2 separate regions of the Sus scrofa genome follow, and region 2 is linked to region 1. Evidence: chromatin contacts called from public Hi-C data. All regions are on one chromosome and are shown on one strand. The core of a region is the stretch at or near the end of the contact, and the rest is flanking DNA. Distances in the headings are between cores, read along the strand shown. Region 1 overlaps JADE1 (protein Jade-1). Region 2 overlaps LOC102166663 (a long non-coding RNA gene).

Region 1 (6,574 bases), core at 1,089-3,588:
GAGCATAATGTATAAATTCCATCTACCAATACTCAAAATGAGTCCAAAAAAATGCTCTTTCACTAACACAATGCCCCTTTATGTCAAATATATGACATTATCACTTGTAAAGATTATTTTCCTTGTTAATAGTAATGACCCAACTACATACTTTTTAGGGGCCCCTGATGAGCCACAATACACATTTTAAAGGTGGTTACTAGGACCACAAAACAGATCACTTTAGCCAGGGGGAGTAGAAATTGGACCAGTGTGAGGCTCCACTAGCATGAAGCTCTATCAGCTGAGCACAGCTGAGGTGCCCACTTGCGTTAACTGACATGGTGAGCAGGGGGAGCAAGCCAGCCATATCCTGTGCCTGTCACCTCCCTCTTTCAGGCTGCATCAGAGCACTTGGCATCATTCTTACCTTACCTGGTATTCAAACATTACTTGTTAGCAGATGATATTATTTTTCTTTCTTTCCTGAAGTATAAATGGCATACCCATTGATGGGGTGGGTGAATGGGCTAGTAAACAGAAATTTAAAGACTAAAAGTCATTTGTTGTTACAGCTGGAAGGAATTGAGTCCAACATCAATATTCTGCAGATGAGAAAACTGCATTGTGGAGAGGTTAAGTCCCTTGCCCAAGGTCATAGAGTTATTAAGTGTTGGAGCTGAGACTAGAATTACATCTTCCGTCCTTGAACTGGTCTCCACAGTGAAGGCTCTGGACTTCACACTGGTATGTGGAGGAAAAGATTTGCAAGGGTAGGAAGAAAGAAGCTTTGATATCCCCAATAACTCAAAACTTTTAAAAAGTGAATTTTGTTGGCATGACTGGGAACACTGCCCTGACAAATCTCTTTTGTCTGACCTCCTCCACACAAACCCAAACTGGGGCCAAGGAAGCTCAGCACTCTGGCTGCCTAGAGGGTTACATAGGCACAGGAAAGCTTCTCTGAAGCTCAAGCTACTGGCAACTGCACATTCAACCGAGGGCCATGAGGCTCCAGTGTCCCTTCACAGTTGTGAAGGCTCCCTCTTCATGCTGGGTAGTGGCTTTCAGGCAGTTATTTACCAACTGGTAGAGCTATCAATATTTAACAATTTTTAATACTCAAACAACTATATAAGCACACATAGAAGTCCTGAAATCAGCCCTGCACATGCCCATGTCATATGAAATGCTCTTAATGAGATACATAGCTTAGAAGTTTCCCAAGAAGGAAACCCAATATAATACATTGCTACATGGAATGTCACCCAAAGTATGGAATGTGTGCAAAGCACTTGAGACCAGGGTAAATCATGGTGAACTGGCCCCAAATCCACTCCAAACTCTCACATATAGGACACTTGCCACCACTCCTCAGTCCCTTACACACACAAAAAGCAAACATCACAAGCAAGGAAGGCACAAAAGGACATGAGCCCAGGGGTGTAAGTGTAGATGAGTGGCTTACATATAAGTCTCCTTGTCATCTTCCCCTCAGCTACCTCCCTCACCCCCCAAATGGGTCTGGGCCCTGGGAATGGCTGTGTCTATCAGATCATCTTTTCTGCTAGTCAGGACTAAGCAATGAAGTCAAAGGACATTGTCCGTAAAATGGACTTTGGCCCAGATTTGCTAGCAGAGCTCTTTGGACTCACTCAATTACTGAACTTCTTTCATTCAGCTTTTGTGTTTCCTGGACGGAGCCCAAGAGGCAGACATTATCATAGTGGGGTTAAACAAGGCCTCTCTGGTCTGAGTGACAGACAGTGACACCTAGCTCCAGAAAAGTACCTGTTTTCGGGGTGGCATGAAAGGTGGCATGATGGGCATCAGACAAGAATCTTGCAAGCCATCTTTTACAAGGAGGCCAGCAAGATCGCAGAAGGCAATACCCAGTATGCTCAGAGACAAGCTGTTTCCTAATCAAGTTTTCTTATACTTAGTACTATGGAAACATTTTCAAAGGTATTATTCTCGGCAGGTTTCCAGTAATTCAACATTTCCAGACTTATCCAAATGGCTTCTGAAATATTTGCTGTTTGTTGAGAGCAGCTTTCAGGATGAGGTAATTAAAAGAAACCTATCAATTTGAGATTTTTTTTTTCCATGAGTAAATAATGTTGACATACTGTTCAAATAAACCCACAATTTACTGCAATCTGTTTTTAGACAAACCCTCCACTTTAACCTCCAAATGGGAAAAACGAAGAGACTTTCCTCTTCTCATTTAATCAAGAACATATGTTCAAAGATAATACCGGAGGCTTATTCTGGGAAGCGTTCTGCTCTTCCTCTGACAGCGATGCAGTGAGCTCACGAGGCAGCCTCGACACATAATGAAAGCTAACGCCATCATAAATCTCCTGCCCTGCGGAGGTCACTTCAGAAAAATCGCCTGCTGCTCAAATAAGCACCGGCTACACTGAGGCGCACTGGAGGGAGAGAAATGCCAACTGTGATAAACACCAGCAGGTATGCACCAAACTGAGGCAACCCAGGCAACCGGGAGAGCAAGGAGCCAAAAACGAAGCAGGTGTAGGGGTGTGTGTGTGTGTGTGTGTGTGTGTGTGTGTGTGTGTGTGTGTGTGTGTGTGTGTCTGTGTGTGTGTGTGTGTCTGTGTGTGTGTGTGTGTGTCTGTGTGTGTGTGTTTACAAACGACCTCACCAGCCCCGTGTGTTCTTCCTGAGCAAGAACCAGCAAGTTCACCAGAGAGTAGCCGCTTTCCCCCTTGAGAGTAGAGCTTGGGAGGCACCAATTTTCATTAAACCTAAAAGTACACACAGTGGCAGGGGGCCAAAACAGCCCTCAAAAGTGAGGCTTTTAAAAACATCTGTTAGGGGTTTTGAGATCCTAAGGGTGGGGGGAGGGAGAGAGAGAGGGAGGGAAGGGGGGATGTAGGGAGGGGGAGAAAGGGGGAGAGAGAGAGGGAGAGAGGGGGAGAGAGAGAGAGAAAGGGATTGGATTCAGAGTCCAGCGCTTTTCATTTCCAGACCGTGAGTCATAAAAGAGAGTGCGTATGTGTAAATCTGGATGGCCGGAATATGCTGACCGGAGTGGGGTTTACTAACACCTGAAGTACATTTCATGCAAATTAGGTTTAAATATCAATCTGATCACGAAGCTTGAAAGGCTTTTCTCCCATCCCAGGATGCCAGAAGTCCCCTGGAACCTGGAATGGAGTTTCCTGACAGCAAAGGTTTACTGTAGCATAAAAGAAATTATAGAGATTTCCCTGCTAGGCATAAAGATGTGATCACTAAAGGCACCTGTGGGCCCAAGGAGGTTACTCACCAATATCCCTTTAAACACCAAATTATGGAGTATTAGGCCACAAATGTGAAACCTTGACAAATTCCCAAATAAAAGCCATAAAACCAATCACTTTTTAAACCTGCATGAGTGACACCAGAAAAATTAGAGCTGTGTGGCAGGTCACTTTGAAATAAAGCTGCCATAAAGAAGCTTATGATGCTGTCATGGAAAAGGCAATTAGAAGGTTACTTTCTCTCAGTTCTAAGATTGGTTCTTGTTCTTCCTCCAGCCCCCTGCCTGCCACCTCCCTGCTGCAAAATGGATCAGTCTATAATAAGTAGTAGTTATATATCATAAGGAAGCAATTCCTTTTAGTTGTTCCACTATAAAAAAGCATCCAGATTTAGAACTTGACAGGAACCAGTATCGCCTGCCCCCGAGAGCCAGCAGAAAGTCTGTGTGTGTCATTCAGCCAGCATGGAGTCTCAGTGTTTTAAAAGCTTTAATTTGAAGGGGAAAAAAAACCTGGGCGTTAAGCAATTTGGCTGTGGATATTTAATGCATCAGCCATGCTACAGAATTGGAGCCCCTTATTTAAAACGAGAAATTGAAAACTTACACACTCTGCAGGCAAAGTGTAAGTAAATGTAGAACGGTAAGCTGAATTCAGCGGAGAACCTGCAGAAACACCATTAGAAGGACTAATGACATGTTCAGAAATGGCCTTAAATAAATGCTACAGTGTCATTTGCAGGTGTGTAAAACAGGGTTGGCTTTTAATTAGCTGGAGTCGTGCCTCCCAGTGTTTAGGTAAAGGCACCTAGGAGGCAATAACCCAGAGAAGTTGAGACTTTGCCCCAAGGCACATAACTCCTCAATGATAGTACCAAGATTGGAACCGAGTCTCCTGATCCCTAACTTCCACTGTATCCACACTTGCAGTAGGCAGACTACTGCACCCTGAAGATGTCTACAGCCAAATCCCCAGAACATGGAACCCTACATATGGCAAAAGAGACTTTGCAGATATGATTAAGTTACGGACTTTGAAATTGGGAGATAACCCTGTTTATCCAAGTGGCCCAGTGTAATCACACTGGTCCTTATAAGTGAAAGGAGGAGCAAGAGAGTAAGGGCCAGAGTTAGAGCCAGAGAGATTGGAAGTTATGCTGCTGGCTTTGGGGATGGAAGAAGAGACCACAAGCTAAGGCATGCAGGTTCCAGCCTCTAAAAGCTGGAAAAGGCAAGGAAATGGTTCTTCCCTAGAGCCTCAAGAAAGAATACAATTCTGCTGACACCTTGAATTTAACCCAGTGAGAGCCTTTCAGACTTCTGAGCTCCAGAATTATAGGTGGATAAATATGTGTTGTTTTAAGCCACTAAGTCTGTGCAAGTTACCACAAATTATTATTATTACAGCAGCAACAGGAAACCCAAAAAATGCTCTGGATGGGCATTGCATTTGCCCTTCACTTTGATCTACCTGAAGTAACACCATTACCTCAGTGGCACTTAGAGCCCTTATAAAGACCAAAAGGACCCTTCCTCCCTTTCTTTAGTTTTTAGCACCTTCTACTCTCCTTTCAGATATTCTCTTCCTCTCTGCCCCTTTCTGGCTCCTCTTTCCCATGTAAACTATTGCTAAAGGGAAAGCTTTTATAATTGTCAACTGACCCATAGTGAGAAATTAGTTGGCAGGAACTTAAAATATTACAGTTCACCAACTATTTCCAATATACTAGAACACTCTCTTTGGGTATGTTTCACCCTCTTATCCCTACTGCCCCTATAAAGCCTACAAGACTCAAAAAAAAAAAAAATCACTTAAGGGTGGAATTTTGAGTTTCTGGTTTAGATGAGCCTTTCCCAGAGTATCTCAGATCACACTGTAGACATGGGCTTTGGACTGAAGAAAAGATGTTGATTTAACTCCCTGACTCACCACTTATTAGTGATTTGACCTTGAGAAAAGTATTAGGTCTCATTTTCTTTATCTCTAAAACAGAGACCATAATAGTGATCTTCCTCCATAGTGAGAAATCAGTGAGATTTTGCTTTTAAAGTGCTTAGCACAGAGTAACCCATGCAAGCACTGCATCAGTAATGGTAGTAATGAGAGTAATGAAGATACTTGGTACAGAGATACCTGTGACTCCCAAATTTGACAGTATAAATCCCATCTAAATCCTGTGGGACCCAAGTTTCAGATTCTGATATTGTAAAGAGACACCTACCCAATGTGTAACAACAGCAGGTATTTATACTTTGCCAGCTGTGTACTTTGTTTTTGGGTACTGGGGATTATCAGAGGCAAATAAATCACAAAAGATAGTATACAACCCTGTCCAAAAGAACCTCAGGGTTTAGTAGAGAGCAGATATAAAACATAATTACTGCCATTTATCCCTCTGTACTGAGGACTTACATACAATAAAGGGTGGTGAGAGGACCCAGGAGAACAAAATGTTTCCAAGGGAATCAAGAACAAGGTCACAGAGATGACTTTTGAATGGGGTCTTGAAGGATGAGTAGAAGTTTGCTTTGTGGAAACTAGGAGGAACATACCGGAGAGAGAAAAATGTGCATGAAAAATGAAGTCCAAGAATATCAACAGGGAACAATTCCTAAGCATAACTATAACACTGAAACCACTGGAACAAATTAAACTCAGTTCAACAAATTAAATCTGTGGCCACGTGCTCTGAGTCATCAACAACCTGACTTTCTCTGAATCTGCTACAAAGTGATTTCAGGGTCACACGAAACAATTCATTTTTTCTTGACTGAAAATGATGCCTTGAGAATTCACTGATGGCCACAGTGCAATCAATATTAATCAGGGTATATGCACTGGCCCTGAGATAACAAAGCATGAATCCCAATGTACGAATTCAATTCATACTTAATCAATACTACCTTCTGAGTAGAGATTTTTTTTTTCACATTTTAGTAAGATGCTGAGAAAAATCAATAACTTATTAAATACCAGTTGCCTCATTAAAACAAACTATTAATCACTTTTGTTGCTATCTTATTGGGGCCACAGATCTGACATTATATATTTTGTAGTGAGGTGTATGCTCAAAGCTTTACTACATTCACTGGAGGAAGCTATGCACAGAACGACTACGCACTGCAGCCAAGATGGGACGACTATAGGAAATGGACTCCCAATGCTTTATTGACAAAAAAAAATCTCAGAGAGGGAAAAAAAGGGAACACTATTGACTTCAAATGAAACTGGTGAAAATTAATTGCTAGGAGTGGGAGTCGGAAAGACTACTAACAATAACAATTTATTGAAATATTTTCTGCATCTGAAACACTTTGACTATCATCCTC
Region 2 (6,574 bases), core at 1,894-4,393, 190 kb after region 1:
GTTCCCTGTCATGGCTCAGTGGTTAATGAATCCGACTAGGAATCATGAGGTTGTGGGTTTGATCCCTGGCCTTGTTCAGTGGGTTAAGGATCCGGCATTGCTGTGAGCAGTGGTGTGGGTTGAAGACAAGGCTCGGATCCCGTGTTGCTATGCTCTGGTGTAGGCCAGCAGCAATAGCTCCAATTAGACCCCTAGCCTGGGAACCTCCATATGCCGCAGGAGCAGTTCAAGAAAAGGCAAAAAGACAAAAAAAAAAAAAAAAAAAAAAAAAAAAAGTATGGAATATCTAAATAGACATGGCTCCAAAGAATAGGGACAGATGCCCAAAAAAGCATATGAAAAGATGGTTGACACCACTAATTAACAGAGAAATGTAAACCAAAACTACAATGAGGCATTACCTCACACCAATCAGAATGGCCATCATCAAAAAAATCTATAAACAATGAATGCTGGAGAGGGTATGGAGAAAAGAGAACCCTCCTACATTGTTGGTAGGAATGCAACCACTATGGAGGACAGTAGGGAAGTTCCTTTAAAAACTAAATATAGAATGACCATATGATCTTGTAATCCCATTCTTGGGCATTTATCCAGAGAAAACCATAATTCAAAAAGATATATGCATTCCAGTGTTCATTGCTCCACTACTTACAATAGCAAAGACAGAAGCAACATAAATGTTCATCCACAGAAAAATGGATAAAGAAGATGTGATGTGTGTGTGTGTAATGGAATATGACTCAGCCACAAAAAAGAATGTCATAATAGCTTTTGCAGCAGCATGGATGAACCTAGAGATTATCTATCATACTAAGTGAGATGAGTCAGACAGAGAAAGAGAAATATCATATGTTATTACTTATATGTGAATTCTAATTAAAACAATATAAAAGAACTTATTTACAAAACAGAAACAAACTCACAGATCTCAAAATCAAAACTTACAGTTACTATAGGAGAAACCGTGGCTGGAAGGGATGAATTAGGAGGAGGGAAATAACATATACACACTACTGAATAAAGTAGATAATTAATAAGAACCTACTATGTAACAGGGAAATCTACTCAATAATTTGTAATAACCTCTATAGGAAAAAATGATGGATATATGTATAACTGATTTTCTTCGCTATAGAAGACCTGAAACTAATACAACACTGTAAGTCATCTATACTTCAATAATTTAAAAAAAAAAAAAAAGAAAATTAATGGACCAAAAAAGTTTGATGTTTTGGTAGTTTTAAAGTAGTATTAAAAAGATGTTCATGGAAAAAAAAATTTTTTTAAATCCCTGTACTTCAGTTTTCCCAACTCAAACAGCATCAGGAGTTCCGGTTGTGGCTCAGTGGTGGTTAACAAACTCGACTAGTATCCACGAGGATGCAGGTTCAACCCCTGGCATTGCTCAGTGGGTTAAGGATCTGGTATAGCCACGAGCTGTGGCATAGGTTGCAGATGTGGCTTGGATCCCACATTGCTGGGAACTGGCAGCTAGAGCCCTGATTTGACCCCTAGCCTGGAAACCTCCATATCCCTCGGGTGCAGCCCTAAAAAGACAAAAGACAAAAAAAAAAAAAAAGGCACACTAAAAATAAAAATGAAATAAAAACAGCAACAAAAATGGCAACCATTCATTCATAATAAAATATGTACACTTGGGAGTTTCCGTCCTGGCTCAATGGTTAACGAACCCAACTAGTATCCATGAGGACGTGGGTTTGATCACTGGCCTCGCTCATTGGGTTAAGGGTCTGGCGTTGCCATGAGCTATGGTGTAGGTAGCAGACACGGCTTGGATCCCACGTTGCCATGCCTGTGGCGTAGGCCAGCAGCTACAGCTCTGACTCAACCCCTAGCCTGGGAACATCCACATGCCGCAGGTGTGGCACTAAAATGACAAATAAATAAATAAATAAATAAAATATCTACACTTGTTTCTTTAAATATAGTTGAAGAACAAGTTATTTATTTATTTATTTATTTTGCTTTTTAGGGCTGCACCTGCAGCATATGGAAGTTCCCAGGCTAGAGAATAAATCAGAGCTGCAGCTGCCAGCCTATACCACAGGCACAGCAACATGGGATCCAAGCCGCGTCTGTAACCTACACCACAGCTCATGGCAATGCCAGATCTTTAACCCATTGATGAGGCTAGGGATTGAACCCGCATCTTCATGGATACTACTAGTCGAGTTCATTTCCGCTGAGCCACAATGGGAACTGCAAGAACAAGTAATTTAAACACTCTAACTCAAAGTCACTCAAAGAGCTGCATTAAATACAAAGGCACTCAGGGAAATAGGTGTCTTGGAATATTTAATCATTAGTCTTGAGCTAAAAAATTTCCTCAGTATCATTCAGTGCACCTTGTAGATGGAAATCAGGCCCATCAAAGTTCTGTTGCCAACATTTCAGATTTTTCTTTAATATGAAAAGGACTAAATGGGTAAGGGTGGGATGAAAAATGAAATTCAACAGAGCCACATCCAGTCTTTTCTCTGCAGGTCTGTTCCATCACTAAAAATCACCAAGTAGTCATGATACCTGAGGAGCCAAGGACAGCCTAAAATGTTGCAACTCACGGCCTAATGAATGACTGAGCTTTGTACCACAAAATGTTGCAACACAGGGCCCAATGAATGAGTAGATTTATTGGAGGAGGTACAATTTGCTTACTCTACTATTCACTCTGCATTTATACTGTCAAATTTTTCCATTTCCTAATGCAAAATCCTTTAATGAAGGAAAAAAGCCTACCTGGTCAAATTCAAATTTATTATTTCAGTGACAAAGACAGACATGGAGACTACACTTTCAACTGACACAAGCAGGAATAAAGTACTACATTTTCTTCCAATCAATTTTTCACCTTTATACATCGTGATAAAAGCCTGTGCCAAAGGTTCTTGATTCTATCAATGTGAAAGTGCTCTGACACACATTTAGTCCACAAATCAACAGCCTTAAATATCAAAAATGCAAGGACCCTACCTATGGATTTCCAAAACTCCCAGCTATTTGGGACTGTTTGCTTCTGTGACAATCCACCCTGCACAAAGTGTACCCATGTAGTGCCCTGCTGGAGATAAGAGAGACCAAGAGGGTGGGGAGAAAAGCCTGGTCTTGTCCTTTAACCAGAAGCAAGCATGCTTCCCTGACCTGAACACCATATCACTGTGTTTCCAAGAGCAACAGCTGACCTCGGATAGTAGAGTGAACTATGGCCTTTGTGGTGTGATTTAAAGATCCCTTTGCCCCAAATTTGCCCTCGCTTTGGTTTGAAACTGCCTGAAAGGCGATATTTGAGACTTATTCCTTTAAGACACATTGTCTTCGAATGCCAGTATCCCTGGGACATTTTGTTAATGCAGTAAGTTATCAATTAGTCATTCCCAGGATGACATGTGTTCATTTCATCCATTACTTTCTTTGTACAAGCTGGCTAGTAGCAGATCTAACCAAATCTAGAGGATCAGTTACTGGGTTATGCTTTGTTGTTGCCATTCTATTTCATCTTTTGACTCAGAAGAAGAATTTAAAGGGGAAGCAAAATGATTTTGGAGCATGGGGCTCTGCCATGAAGGAAGGGGAGAGAGAGGAGAGAGAGCGGGCAGCTGGAGGACAGCAGGAGGGCCCTGATGGCACTGGGTGAGCAGAGTATTCCAGGAAGTGAGTTTAAACTCAAAAATCCCCAATATTTCCCAACTTTGGGACCAGCCTACTTCAGGGAATACTATTCCAGATCTGGACAATGACCTACAGTTGCATAAACTCTGCTTTTCTTTCAAATTACTGCCACTGGGATTAATGAAGAAGCAATTTTTTGGGTACATAAACTGAATTTTAAATAACCCAATTGCCACATGGAGAAAGCACAAGGAAAATTTCTAAATGTACACGCAACCTATCATGTACATAATTATTGCAATAAGGAAGAATTTTGAAGTTTCAAGTGACACAGAGAAAATAACCCCATCTATACATTTCTTGCTCTTCACTGAGGCAAAGGGCTGTGGCAGTCATCTGGATGATGACATTGGGTGGGGAAGATGATCTTCCTACACTGGTCTGACCTCCTGTGCTACACTTCATCCAGTCATTGCCACAGCTGTATTCAGAGTAGAATAAGAACAGGACCTGCCTGGCTGCTATTCTCCTGAAGACGGAATTGTCGGCCACCTCTCTCCAAAGGTGAGCTAAGCAAATGTGTGAGTCGACAGCTATGAATTTGCTTCAATAAACTATTGTTTCCCAAATCTGCCAGGATTGTAAAAATTATCCAGGGTACTTGTTTAAACCAAGCAGTCCCTCAGATTCTGATTCAATAGGTCTGGCAAGGACCCAGAAAATTGTGTTTTTCACCAGCACTTCAGATAATTTTTACAATTAGGCAAGTTTTATAAATACTAAGATAAGAAATCTGCAATTCCAGAAAGAAAACTAGGAAGAGGGAGAGGTCAGAGGGAGTTGTTTCTCCATTGAGCTTGGAAATGAACACTGTTGTTCCTTTTGGAGGATAAAGTAGATTATTACTCCAGGCCCTATCCACTGCCTATCTTGAGCTGAGAAATTTTTTTCCTCTTTTTTTTTTTTCTTTTTAGGTTGGCACCTGCAGCATATGGAGGTTCCTGGCTAGGGGTCAAATTGGAGCTATGGCTGCTGGTCTTCACTAAAGCTGCAGCACACACCAATAATATCTAAGCCCAGATCTGAGCCACGTCTGCATCCTACACTGCAGTTTGCTGCAACGCCAGATCATTTAACCCACGGAGCGAGGCCAGGGATCGAACCCACATCTTCATGGATACTAGTTGGATTCTTAACCCTCTGAGCTAGAACGGGAACTCCTGAGAACGTCTCCTAATGTCAACAGTACATAAGAATCCAAGACAAATAGGAGACTTCAACTCTTATGTGTAAATGCCTATTAAAACCCACAAACCCACTACATACAATGAAACATGTAATGAAAACCTAGTCTCATGCAGCTATCCTTCTAGAGGCTGGTGATAAAGTCATAGCCCACTACTACCATCAAACAAGAACAGAAACAAAGATGCATCTCAATACAATAATGGTGTGGCCAGAGTTCTGAGATAACAGATTAAGCTTGCTAATACAGCAAGTTAAAATGTAGGTACTACTAAGAGCAAGCTTGAAGTATAATCCTCAAATGGAACACAACTTTTCACAAGAATTCCTCTACCACAGAACTGCAAGGAACACCATCTGGTAGCTTCACAAACACATGGCCTAGGCCTGGAAGAGAACACAGGAAGATAAAAAACAGTAATTATATGGAGTGGTAGAATTATAAGCAAAGTTTTCTACATGTATTTCCTTGTTATTTAATGTAGATGTGATAAGAAGCTAATAACTGTTGATTCATACTTGTTATTAAATATTCTTTAATCACTATTTTGTCAAAAAGCAAATTTAAACATTCCCTAATGAAAAATGAATCAGTTTACTAATTGCTTCTATTAATGGAGATATTCTATCAACATATTTCTTTGTTATAAACTTCATTTTCAGACAGAAATAACATGAGGCAATGAGAGTTATATCCCAATTTCAGACAAAGTATTTAATACAGTATGAAAACAGAATTAAATGTTTATTAAAACAGCACTAGACATTCTGAAAAACATAAAATATGCAACAGAAGACTCTGGGGCAAACAGAAGGGAGAGGTTTAGTCAAGGGGATGAAGATCCAAGCGAAAAGAGTAGGCAGGACCTGCTACGTAGGAATTAACTGCTACAGTGGGCAGGATCTTTGCTGCCATCCTCACTGGCTCAGGCAGTGGGGAGGGGAGCCTAGGTCTCTGGAAAGTGCACTGTGATCAGGCCCAGGCATCTTCTCCCAAGGACACCAGGGCTCTCTGGCAGAAATGTACAGCTGGAACCTCATAATCTGTCTACGTTTTGATAGAGAAAGAGGGGGAAAGTGCCTAGAGATAGGAAAGGGAGAATTATCACAAAGAGCATCCCAGGCTTCTGAAAAAATAGTTTGGGGGCCTAAGAATGAGGAAACAACTGACATCAGAGACTAGCCCTGTGTCGGTGGGGAGAATCATGGCCAAGAGAGGGAAATGGCAGAGAGAGGAAAAGATATAGCCCCCCAAAGAGAAACTGTGAAGACTTGCAGCCTTGCTGCTCTGCAGCTATGTACAGACAGAGAAACTGACACACAGCTGCTGCTGTCGGAGGGTCCTCAATGAGGGAGCTATCAGGCAGGCCTGGCTGAGCTTGTGCTATCCTGACTGGCATATCATGAGGATTTTCTTGTTTGACCACAGCTAACTATCCCAGGATCTTTGCTTCCAGAAAATTTGTTAATGGAGATATAACCATTTAAAAGAAAGACAGGTGGGAATTCCCTTCCTGGCTCAGTGGTTAACGAATCCCACTAGAAACCATGAGGTTGCGGGTTCAATCTCTGGCCTTGCTCAGTGGGTTAAGGATCCGTGAGCTGTGGTGTAGGTTGCAGACGCGGCTCGGATCCTGAGTTGCTGTGGCTCTGGCGTAGGCCAGTGGCCACAGCTCCAATTCGACCCCTAGCCTGGGAA

Evidence for each region. A called contact is a pair of places that touch in the nucleus more often than the background predicts.
Region 2: a contact with region 1 is called in a Hi-C map of liver, with 2.2 times the contacts expected there. The contact joins two enhancer-like sites. A contact is called at or near these places in 3 of 47 Hi-C or Micro-C datasets (all in liver) and 1 of 2 datasets of contacts at active chromatin or transcription factors (alveolar macrophages).

The regions. Positions count from the first base shown.
Region 1 is chr8:96,468,728-96,475,301 of Sscrofa11.1, forward strand. The region is part of intron 2 of JADE1 (protein Jade-1); the gene reads right to left. Among named protein-coding and RNA genes, the nearest start is that of JADE1, 92 kb to the right of the region's middle. Within about 2 kb of position 2,339, at least 32 of the 83 cell types and tissues checked have an H3K27ac peak or open chromatin away from gene starts, as enhancers often do. A contact at or near this core is called in alveolar macrophages and liver, where this site is marked.
Region 2 is chr8:96,660,323-96,666,896 of Sscrofa11.1, forward strand. The region is part of intron 3 of LOC102166663 (a long non-coding RNA gene); the gene reads right to left. Among named protein-coding and RNA genes, the nearest start is that of PGRMC2, 29 kb to the right of the region's middle. Within about 2 kb of position 3,144, at least 5 of the 83 cell types and tissues checked have an H3K27ac peak or open chromatin away from gene starts, as enhancers often do. A contact at or near this core is called in alveolar macrophages and liver, where this site is marked.